Linked DNA regions of Triticum aestivum: region 1 is linked to region 2. A link is a contact called in public Hi-C data. All regions are on one chromosome and are shown on one strand. The core of a region is the stretch at or near the end of the contact, and the rest is flanking DNA. Distances in the headings are between cores, read along the strand shown.

Region 1 (5,725 bases), core at 153-2,652, 57 kb after region 2:
GGCGGGCGCGCTGGGGTGCACTCACCGGTACAACCCGCCAACTGACGTAAGTTCTGGCAAGAGATCGTCCGTGTACTACCATCGACCAGTGGCTCTTGTACTCAAGCTCTCTGAGGCGGACGGTGGTGGGGCGGTCGAGGTCGTGTACGATGATGACAAGCAGGACATCGATGCGGGAAGCAACAAGGAGCAGGAGCGAGTCGCCGGCGAGGTGCACGTACTTGTGGATGTTGTCACAAGGTCCAGATCGCGCGTGAACGCGAGCTCAGACAAGATAATACACAAGTATATACCTGCTGGATCGATTCCCTCCTGGACAAGCACGCACATACACACAAGTACGTGCCACCAAGTCTGAGACAGTCAGACAGACATGATCACACAACCTAATCGTGTTTACCTCTAATAACCAATAGTGGATGTCGAACGCTGCCGGCGGCAGCCGCAGGCGGCACGTGTGCCAGCTCGGTAGACGACGGCGCAGTGTTGTCCAAGGTGGACGAAGCGGACGCTCGCCGGCAATAGGCTGCCGAGGCGACTACGGTACCACAGCGCACGAGAAACTCGGTCGCAAGTCGAAGGCCGATCAAAGGCGATTGATGAACCACAGACTGAGCTTCCTCGTGGCCGGCCGTCGGCTGCTGGCTGGTGCTGCAGCCTACCAGTACCTCAATGACGCAAGTAGTTTGGGTGCGATGACCTGAGCAACATGCGATGGGAGAAAGCTGGGGGAAGGAACTGTATTCACGAGACGACTACCTCGCACCCATAACCTTTCCACGTCACCAAAACCGCCTGAAAAACCATTCTGATCGGTGCTAGGGGGTGATTCATCTGGTTTAGGAAAGTACAGGGGGTTACATACCTGGTTTTAGACCTTAGGGGGTAAACAGGCCGGTTTGTGAAATCCTAGGGGGTTAAGTGGACTTCTTTCAAGCTAGCCTTACCGATAAGTTCATAAGCTGAAATGAAATGACCCGGCCGATGGTGCGTTTTACTCCTCAAACCCTGGACGAATTCTGAGCCCAGATCATATGGGCCGACGCGCCACGATGGCACATGCCGACATTTCTGTTCCACTATACTCTGCCTCTCGAGTCCTGTTGCGTTCAGTTTATGCGTTTTTCTTCACTGATCCGAGGCTGAGAGGGGCCTGACCTAAGCAGCCATGGCAGCTAGCCATCCTCCTATCCTATCTACCCGCCCCAACTATCATCTGCCACCTTTAATTCGCTCTGCCGTAACGCGATGAGGCTGCACTGCATGCCCCGAGCCAGGCCATGTGCCACCCAACATGGCACGTTCCCTGCTCTGCTCTCTCTGCTCACACACAAACCCGAACCCATCTTGTTGCTTAGCACCGGCAGCGCGTACCCGATCCGGTTTATAAATAGCCCCACCGCACCACGGCCATCACCCCACTCCCACACAGGAACCAAACAGACCATCACTCACTCCCCACCGCCACTCGTCAGATCCACACAGCACAGCGCGCGGCATGGGCTCCCTCCCCCTCGCCGTCCTCGCGGCGCTTTTCTGCTTCCTGGCCGTCGGCGGCGCCGTCGAGCTCAACACCACCGACCCCGCCCCCTTCGACGTCGACCTGAACGCCACCGACGCCACCAAGTACTGGGGCCCCTGGACCCCGGCCAGGGCGACGTGGTACGGCCAGCCCAACGGCGCCGGCCCCGACGACAACGGTGAGGATGATGCTCCACACCCCCTCCCTCCCTCACAGGATGAATGCTTCTCCTCTCTTCTTGCGCGAGCAATGTGGCTCATTCCTCGGCGCTTCTTTGTCTTGCTAGGTGGTGCCTGCGGCTTCAAGCACACCAACCAGTACCCGTTCGCGTCCATGACCTCCTGCGGCAACCAGCCATTGTTCAAGGACGGCAAGGGGTGCGGCTCATGCTACAAGGTAAATTAAAATACTACTCCTACGTACTAGTAGAAGAGAAACAGTTTACAGTTACTGTCAACTAGTAGGCCGATCTGCAGAGTCTGACAGCGGGCCCCGCATGCGCATAGTAATGTATCTGTGGTGTGTGTAGTTGTTCAGTCGCTTTCCGCGAGAACGTTACTGTGCGGCGGAGAGCCGTTGCAGCTTAGGAAGAGCATCGATTGGCGCTCGACCTCTCCGGTGCCTGAAGCTGAAGCTGACGTTTTGTTCTGTTTCAGATCAGATGCAGAAAGGACATGTCCTGCTCCGGCAGGACGGAGACGGTGATCATCACCGACATGAACTACTACCCGGTGGCGCCCTTCCACTTCGACCTCAGCGGTACGGCGTTCGGCCGGCTCGCTAAGCCCGGCCTCAACGACAGGCTCCGCCACTCCGGCATCATCGACATCGAGTTCACACGGTAAGAAGAGTGAGCCACACCTGCAGCGCCGTAACAGTACTGGTGGAACATTGAGAATTTGTACCACCATTTTGCAAAATTCTTGGTTGAATTTCCTGTCCATCGTCCGGGCAGTTAAAAAGTTGGAAAAAAGTTGGGTGCATTGGATCCACCCAACCGCCCGCATTACTCCTGGCCGACCGGGCACGGGCGCCACACACACTCACACACACACTCTCCTCTGCTCTGCACATGCATGTGCAACAGCTAGTAAGCACACAGGGCTCAGCTTTATTACTCGGGCCCAACCCACCCTCCTTTTGCAGCACGGCATATGCGTGCCCTGCCACCATACGCCACCGGCCAGCCCATTTCCGTCTCGTATCACATAGCGCGGCTGGGCCCCTGGTCGAAAGATACAATATTCCGCCGCAAGATCGAGCAAAGCAACAAAACTAACAATACCCATGGACTAGTAGACTACCAGCGGCAACTTCTCCTTTCATACAACAATTTGTAAGTAGAGTACGATCTGGTGGCTAAATACGGTGCTCGTGTGCGTGTGTGTGGATTGCAGGGTGCCGTGCGAGTTCCCGGGGCTCAAGATCGGGTTCCACGTGGAGGAGTACTCTAACCCCGTCTACTTCGCGGTGCTGGTGGAGTACGAGGACGGCGACGGCGACGTGGTGCAGGTGGACCTCATGGAGTCGCGGGGGCCGGGCGGCGGCAAGTGGACGAGGATGAGGGAGTCGTGGGGCTCCATCTGGCGCCTCGACTCCAACCACCGCCTCCAGGCGCCCTTCTCCATCCGCATCCGCAACGAGTCCGGCAAGACGCTCGTCGCCAACAAGGTCATCCCGGCCAACTGGAGGCCCAACACCTTCTACCGCTCCTTCGTGCAGTACAGCTGAACCCACCATGATTCCGTTGCTCGGAGTTACTAGTAATGCTACTACGCAGCTAGCTGCTACGGTCAAGTGAGTCATCAGTCATTGGGAGTGTACGGTTGGTCATTGCGTTGCGTTGAGTCGTTGTAAACTGTATCGGGTTGGGGTGGTGTCGGTGCGTCTTTCTAGGTGAGAAAAGTTTGGTTGGGCGCGGGTGCGTCCATGGAGTTGGGTCTCGGTCTGGGTCTCTAGGGGCGTGATGAGTCCGTGTATTGGCAAATGGGAAAAGGCTGTGTGGGAAATGGAGGAGGCAGGCGTACAAGATACGCTCTCCCGCCCACTCTCGCCTTTTATAATTTATATCATTCAAGGCGGTGATATTAATCGAAAGTATATTGTTACTACTACTACTACTATATGAACCATGTGTTGTACTTGTGCCTCCTTTCATTATGCACCTCCAGGTTTCTTTTTGTGACTTGTCTATGATATAAGCATTTCTTCAGTATGGGCATACAATTTCATCAAATATCCCACATAATCTCATAGTTCCGGGACAGTGTACTCGTCTCCCGCAAAAGGGAAAGTTGGCGCCGTACATTTGAAAGTCCAGATCGGTTCCCGCGCGCGGTAAATTTACAAACCTGGCGCGAAGAGGACGGCCTTTTACCGCTTCTTTTCCTGCAGATTCCTTGCCTAAGCAGCAGTAGCACATGATTGGTTGCCGGTAAAGCACGCGGCCGAATTATCCAGTCTCCTTGCGGGCTGCGGCCTTCGATAAAGCAGCTACTACTACTCCCTACCGTAGATTTTCTTTATGCCAAAGGTCCTGCCAATTGGATGTGTACGAGTACCGTACCGACCTTGGCCGGAGAGAAATTCCCCGGCCGACTCCGGTCAAGCAGAACAGTGCGCGGCACGCAGCGATACAAGAGCGTCCGGCCAAACGAAGCGTCCCATCTTCCGCCGCCGGGGTCCGGGCCTTCAAATCCCATTAGCTGTACCGCGTCGCTTGCTTGCAGCTTGCTGCTGCTTGCATGCTGGCGATCCCTGCCCGTACGAGTTATTGTGGCTCCCTCGTTCGGTCCAGATCCCCACCCCAGCACTGGCATGTTCTTATTCTTATCCTACACGGGCCGGGCCCGCTTCAATTCACCGTCGTCGGAGCTCAGAATCGGCACCGCAATGCTGAGCCAGGAGTAATAACTCCTGTTCCTGTTCCTCGGTGCCGCGTCGACCGATCCGATCCAGCCTGATGTGTGATCATCAGGGACGTCAAATCGAAACATAAGCTGGCGCTCTGGAGTTGGCATCCGATCCGCCGATGGATGGATCGGGCCGGCGAGCCACAGCTGGGGGTGGGGGTTGGCCGGCCGACACTGGTCTTGTTTTGGACGTGCACTTCCCTCTCTTTCTATCCGCGGATCGAGCTGGTTTCCCCGCGGTCCGCGGCATGTGCGGCCCATGGGGTCAAAAGGCGATGTGTACCCTCTGTACCTTGCCAATGCCGCCCGGTACGGCGTCGTCTTTAGAGCAAGTATAATAGTCCTATTCAGCAGGCTACAAGGGATCCCGCGTCAGCAAAATTCTGAGCTGGAGGAGAGTAAAGGCATCCAATCAACTTCTTTTTTCTTTTTGCCCATGCATGCAAACATTGATTACCCTGACCATCCAACATCTCGTACAAAGCCAACCTTATTATACCAGACTTTTTCTATGAAGGCTATTGCTGATATGGCACCCATATAGAGCCCGTTGCCGGCGTTTCTATTAGCCATGCTCTTACCAGTTCCAGTTGTGATCCGCATCCGCCTAAGCATGTGTGTCGGTGAATTCCATTATCATCTCCTACCCGACCGGCACGCACCGGAGCATAACATCATTAGTATCACTGTTGAAGCTAAGCAGAGTGCTCCCACTAACAGTCGTAAGTACTACTGACTGTTAGCATAGTGTGGACGAGCGGTCCAGCAACTCCACCGAGATGCGAAGAGAGCGAACCATCACGCCACACCACGCGGAAAAATATCTCTGCGGCGTACGCAAATCTGCAGATGTGCCTGCATGGAGGTCGATAGCGTTGGGGAGTAAAAAAGATCCGATCAGCGGCGAGTGGTTGGCGACGGTGGTGGGTTAGGCTGCGCAATGATTGACTGACCTGAGCTGCCTCCAACTCCGACGGTACATTCATTTGCCGGCGGGCTAGGAAGGACGGCCCACCAGTCAGCGAGGTGATACAAACAGCATATCGAAAGCCGGATGAGGTTAACCTCTCCGGTCCAATTTCCAAATCATGAGCAGTTGGCTGACAGTACAAAAAACATCTTCAGGTAACCAGTTGGCTGTGACTTATACAAGCTAAAATGATGTCAAAACGATATACGTACAAGCTAGAATGATTTTAATACAACAAATCATCCGTTTCAAAAAAGAAAGTACAACAAATCATGTGCAATTGAGTGTAAAATACACGATGCTTAAGGTGCCTTGGTGCGT
Region 2 (5,777 bases), core at 1,884-4,383:
TTCATGAATTTAAAAATAACCATGAAATTTGGAAATATCCCCAAATTATTATAATGGTCATAAATTTCTGGAAATTTTTTCAAATTGATATCTTCATAGATTCAAACATGTACATGAATTTTTCAGGAATTTAGAAACTGTTCATGGATTTAAAAAATGTTCATTGATTCGAAAAAATAATGACCTTTAATAAGCATAAAGAAGAAGAAATGAGAAAAGGGGGAGATGACAAAAGGGAAGAAATATAAAAGAACCAGAATCTGTAAAACAATATTTAGAAAATAAGAAGCTGACGGAACCTTCCCGAAAACAGATTTTGTTTTTTGAGTGACTCCAAAACCAGATGCAAGGTTTGCTAAAACCGGAGTGGAACTGGGTTGGATAACCCATCCGCATGCTAGTGGGCCGGCCCTGCTCGTTCCTGCTATTTGTTTAGCGAGCGGTACGCTAAGGGAGCTCCTATTTGCCGCATTTTGCGGCAAATAGTTGGAGCGACGCACATAGTTGCCTCAACTGGGCCGGCCCATCAGTAGATGACGCGTGCTTCACTTAAACAAGATGTAAAAAGAAAAAGAGGGCGCGCGAGGATTCGAGCACAGGACCTCGCAGAGCTGGTGAATGCGGCACACCACTCGACTAGACCGTCTATCTGACTGTATTTAGTGCGAATTGTATAAAAACTCAAAGCCGCGTGCACATACGAAAACATTTTCGGGAAAAATCAAAACATTTCCTAAAAAAAAGCAATTTTTCAAAGGAGAAAGCCGCGTGCACATATGAAACTCCAGAACAAAAACTTTTTTTTAAAAAAATAATTATGGTTAATTTTTAATCAACACAAAAAGTTTTTCGAAAATTGAACAAGTATTTTAATAGTGATTTTTTCAAAAGCATGAATATTTTTGAAAGGAGAACAAATTTTGAACAATTTTTTTTGTAAACATGAACATTTTTAGAATTTTCAAACGAAATTTTGAAATGGGACAATTTTTAAAATAACGAACAAATTTTGAATTTTTAGATCAAATTGTAAAATGGAGAACAATTTTGAAAATCACAAATAAATTTTAAATGTGAACATTTTTTAATACATGAACAAAAATTTGAAAAATAAGAACATTTTTCGAAATTTGTGAACATTTTTTGAAATCCATGCCATTATTTTTCAAATTTCTCAATAAATGAAAAACAATAATTCAAACAGTTTTTGAAAAAAGGAACATTTGCTGAAAATTCGGAACAAAAATTTGAAAGCAGGAACATTTTTTGAATTTATGAACAAATTTTGTGAAATGGGAACATTCTTTGAATTTTTGAACAAAATCTGAAAACAGGAAAAAAATGAAATTCGGATTTCTTTTTTTGAAAATAAACTTGAAAAGAAAAAAAGGAAAAGAAAAAAAGAAACAGAAAAAAGGAAACAGAATAGAAACAGAAAAAAGAAAAAGAAGAGAAATAGAAAAACGAAAAACAAAAAAGAAACTGAAAAAGAAAAAGGTGCTTTAGGAACCTTCTAGAAGGTTCCCAAAACCGGAAAAAAAACGGCTGAAAACATCATAGAAGGTTCCCAAAACCGGTGTCTGCTGTAACGCTAAAACGGGCCGGCCCACTCGGTCGCTCGCTCGCACCTGCCCTGTGCGAAGCGTCGACTACTTACCGCAAAGAGCGGCAAGTAGGATTTCCCCTACGCTAATGCTCGCAATGAACAACGCATATCATTTCATGTCTGTTAAAAAATCAGGTCTGTTTAGGCTTAGCTGACTCCCTAGACCACAACTTTTCATATCAAGAAATCAACGATCCTTCGGTACACAAAAATTGTTGTTTACACGTCCATGTATCTCACGGGCGCCTACTATACATGTCCAAGGATAAAAAAAACCTGGTGCTTAAAATTTCCAACCAGAGCAGTTGCAATTTGCCAGAAAGCCATGTGATATTGACAAATTGACATGGACCCAAGCTTATCCGAGCAGCAGCTGTGGCAAGGCATTGCATCGTTTTTGTGGAAAGCAAGGCAGGCACGAAGAAAGAAGTCGAGATGGGCCGGGCCCGCGTGCACCATGATTTCACATGCGCGGCGCGGCTGACACACCACTCCAAGCAACAACCACGTTCGCGTTGGCGTCGCAGCGAGAAACATTTCCACATGCCGCGCCGGCGTCGCGCATGTGACCATGCACGCGAGCGAGCGAGGCGCCGGCCGTCGCGTCCCCGGTCCGGCGATCTACTGTCCGCCTGCGCGATCAGCTTGGCGGTCCTGCTTTTGTGCAGTTGTTCCCGCCAGATACTCATTTCGGATAAGAAGGGCGCTGGAGCTGTGGGCCTGCGATGCGCACTCCGTTCTCGAGATGTTGAAGCACAAAATTACTACACCCAAAATCCTCTCCCAAAAGCGGCAAAAGGGTGAAGTTTCGGAGGGAGCGGTACTCACACCACAAGCGTGGTTTAAAGTTAAGATTCCACTAACCATTCATCACGTGCCACGCATGCATGGCACGCAGAGCATCCACGGTAGTATATACGTATATGATCCCACTCACACAGAGTACATGCATGTAAACAAGTCCGTACTAGGGTACCAACCACGATTCGCTTCACCCCTGCAAGAGCAGGAGGATTATATAGTAATACTACTAGTAGTATAATTTACCTAGCGGATAACGAAGTCGGCTAACTGATGCCAACGAACGGCGTAAAAGAAAGGAAAAAGAAATACTATACCACCGGGCCTCCTTCGATCCTACTGGACTGGCCAAGGAGACGCTGGCACGTACACGTAGCAGCAGGTCACTGTAGAGATCACCGGCATCGGCGGGGCACGACGCACCGGCCACCGACGGGCGAATTTATTTCTCGTCGGAAGCCGCGACCACCGGGATAAATGCTGCACGGCATGGGCGCGTGCGTGGCAGTGGCAGAGGTCGGGTCGCGTCGCATGGCGGCACCATGTGTGCACTCATCCACTCTGCCCAGCCGGTCACTTTTCAGTTTCACATACATACATACATACATACAGTCGGTAATTTAAAGGGGTAGCGGGCGTGGGGTCAGGTCAGGCCAGGGCAGCGGCGTGCGCCGAGACAGTTTTTCTGGTTAGAGAGTGGGAACAGAATAAAGGGCCCGAGCTCAGGAAAAGGGCCGTTGATGGTGGGCCGCACGGCGACGCACCCCGTCCCCGTCTCATCCGATCTCACCACCCCTGGACTTGCCTCTCGAGAGCCACTTACATGTGGGCCGTCGTGACTCTGCAGAGTCTAGTCTAGCTTGTAGACATTGCCGGTCAAAGAAGTGTTTTTGGCTGATCTATCTACTCTCGTTGCTTGCTGCAAGCAGAAGCACCTTGAATCACGGCCATTTGCGGCGTGTCCCCGGGGCCCAAGAAGGAAAATCCTTGCTACAGTAGGAGCGGAGCCCCCAATAGACGGCACGGATCACTCACTGATCACTGCCCTTGGGAACTTGGCCGTTCATTAACTAATCCTTGGACTGGTTATATATCCGGCCGGGACGACTGATAGATTATGGTGTCGCCCATTCGTCAGGCCGCATAATTGGGGATGTTTCTTTGGGGTAAAGCTGAAGGAAAGAAGATTGTAAACTCTGTTCCTTGTCCCGGCCCGGCGAACGAACACGGCAGCGTCCGTCGCCGATTAATCATCTCAGATCGCAGTCGCGGCATCGCACAACTGCCATTTATTCTCGCTCCATGCTCCTGGTTCCAGGGAGAAAACAAAACGTCCGAAACAACGCAGCATTATCCTCTCATCTGCACGGAAACTCGAGTCCGGACGGCTGCTGGCAAAACCTTCATTTCCACTCATTCTTGGTTACCACTTGCCACAGTACTACTACATGCCAGGTCCAGGCCATGGATGGAGTCATCGGTCATGTCTCCTTGCTCCGGAGAACTCGCCGCGGCAACATTGTCATTTCGCGCTCGCGAAACGGCCAGCAGCAGACAAAAAGTTGGACAATGTGCTGGTGTTACTCCAGCTTTTGTTCCGTATCTCGCCATTATTAAATGTTTCCGTTAACCGCCTTGCGGTGCTCGAGCTAGCCCCCTTCAATGCGGCTCGCACCGGCAACCACCTCCCGGAAAGCTGGTGTTCTGTAGCGACCCCTCGCGTGCTCGACTCGAGATCACCAGCGGATGCAGATAAACCGCAAAAAGGAGTGAAGAAGAAGAAAAACAGGGCTCAACGCAGGGCACCGGAGGAGCGGTGCATGGCATTGGTTGCTGGCCGAGAGTGCAGATGTAAAGTCGCCACTTGCAGGCACACAACACATGCATGTATATCTACCACGTACCTGCCTGCGTCCTGCTTGCTTTGCTGAAAGGGACATCTGAGGTGGAGAGAGCACGCAGTTTTCTCTCTGGGTTCCTCTCAACGGTTCGTGTGGTGACCGACGGGACGACCGGCCGATCGGCACTCAGAGCCAGAGGAGACTTGCAGGAACGTCGCACCGCCGAATCAATCCCGTCACATGCATGCAGCACGTTACGTTGCGTCGACCATGTTAAACGCCGCTTTCGTACACGGATGAGCCTGACTACAGAGACTTATCAGCCCCAGCTCAGCCGGTGCGTGTGCGCCCTCGACCCGTCGCTAGCTCCTTCTGTTCACCTCTCAGTCGATCACCATGTGGGATGCGGCGTGTGCTGGTGCGCACCGATTTCTTCCCCCGGCGTTGTAATCATGTCCATGTAGAAACTTTTTTTTTTTGAAACTGGGCAAAAGATTTGCCACTTTTATTGATTAAGAAGAAGGTTTAGAGTTTTTGGCCAAAGGCCGAATTACAAAGACATCACTCTCGTGGCACTACAGTACTCAAATATTTGGCCCCCGCAAGGCACCAACACTTTGAAACATCTTTGATTCTTGCAACAAGAACCCCAACCGGCACCGCGGTGTTACGGAAGACGCGTGCATTCCTCTCGTTCCAAATTTCCCATGAGATCAACATAATAAGAGACATCATCGCCCGTCGAGACTGCGATGCGTTGGAGTCAATGAGGTTCCACCAGGCTTTCACCGAATGGACCGTCACCCAAGCTGTAGGGTTCACATCAACCAAGCCAAGCCAAGATTTGATCATTTCCCAAACTCGAACCGTGTAGCGGCATTGGAAAAGGAGGTGAGCCGCGGTTTCCTGAACTTGCTTGCAGAGGGGGCAGCGATCACAGTTAGGCCATCCCCGGCGTTGGAGCCTGTCGGCCGTCCACATCCTATTATTGATCACAAGCCAAGCAAAGAATTTGCATTTGAGGGGAGCCCAGATCTTCCACACCAACTGTTGCATGTTGGAGTCAACTAAGCCCATGAACTGGATCTTGTAGGCCGAGGACGCGGAGTAAGAGCCATCATTAGAAAGCTTCCAAGAGATAGAATCAGCCACGTCGGGGTTGAGTTACACCACAGATAATTTCTCCCAAAGATTGACGAACTCGGTCAGGTGTGTAGCGGAGGTGATCCCGTCTGTTTTGACTTGAGAGACCCATAAGTTATTATCCAAAGCCTTCTGAACCGAACCATGTAGAAACTTTCGTGCTGCATACGTACGTACTGGCTCCAAGTGTGAAACACAGTGTTACTGGTGGGTGATCAGAGGTCGCTGTTGGTTGATAATCCAGATGCGGATGCTCCATGCTACTACGTGATTGTGTGGGTAACCAGAAGTCCAGAACAGCTGTGCTGTGCTGGTAGTCGTGTGCGTCCAAAATTGCTGTTGGCCATGCGTACTTTGCTGTAATGATGCTACCTGGTAGTTAAGTT

What was found. Hi-C and Micro-C count contacts between places; a contact is called where the count stands out from the background.
Region 1: a Hi-C map of leaf shows a contact between it and region 2, with 5 times the contacts expected there. The contact joins the promoter of LOC123127870 here to the enhancer-like site in region 2. A contact is called at or near these places in 3 of 5 Hi-C or Micro-C datasets (leaf and root).

Annotation. Positions count from the first base shown.
Region 1 is chr1B:411,982,062-411,987,786 of IWGSC CS RefSeq v2.1, forward strand. LOC123127870 (expansin-B4) reads left to right here and starts at 1,403. Exons shown (of 4, transcript XM_044547726.1): 1 at 1,403-1,700; 2 at 1,809-1,918; 3 at 2,179-2,363; 4 at 2,920-3,639. The coding sequence starts at 1,499. The coding sequence ends at 3,253. It overlaps LOC123127880 (transcription factor UNE10), which reads right to left. Exons shown (of 5, transcript XM_044547745.1): 5 at 5,536-5,725.
Region 2 is chr1B:411,923,083-411,928,859 of IWGSC CS RefSeq v2.1, forward strand. No RefSeq gene overlaps it. Among protein-coding and RNA genes, the nearest start is that of LOC123127848, 52 kb to the left of the region's middle. Within about 2 kb of position 3,134, at least 7 of the 8 cell types and tissues checked have an H3K27ac peak or open chromatin away from gene starts, as enhancers often do. A contact at or near this core is called in leaf, where this site is marked.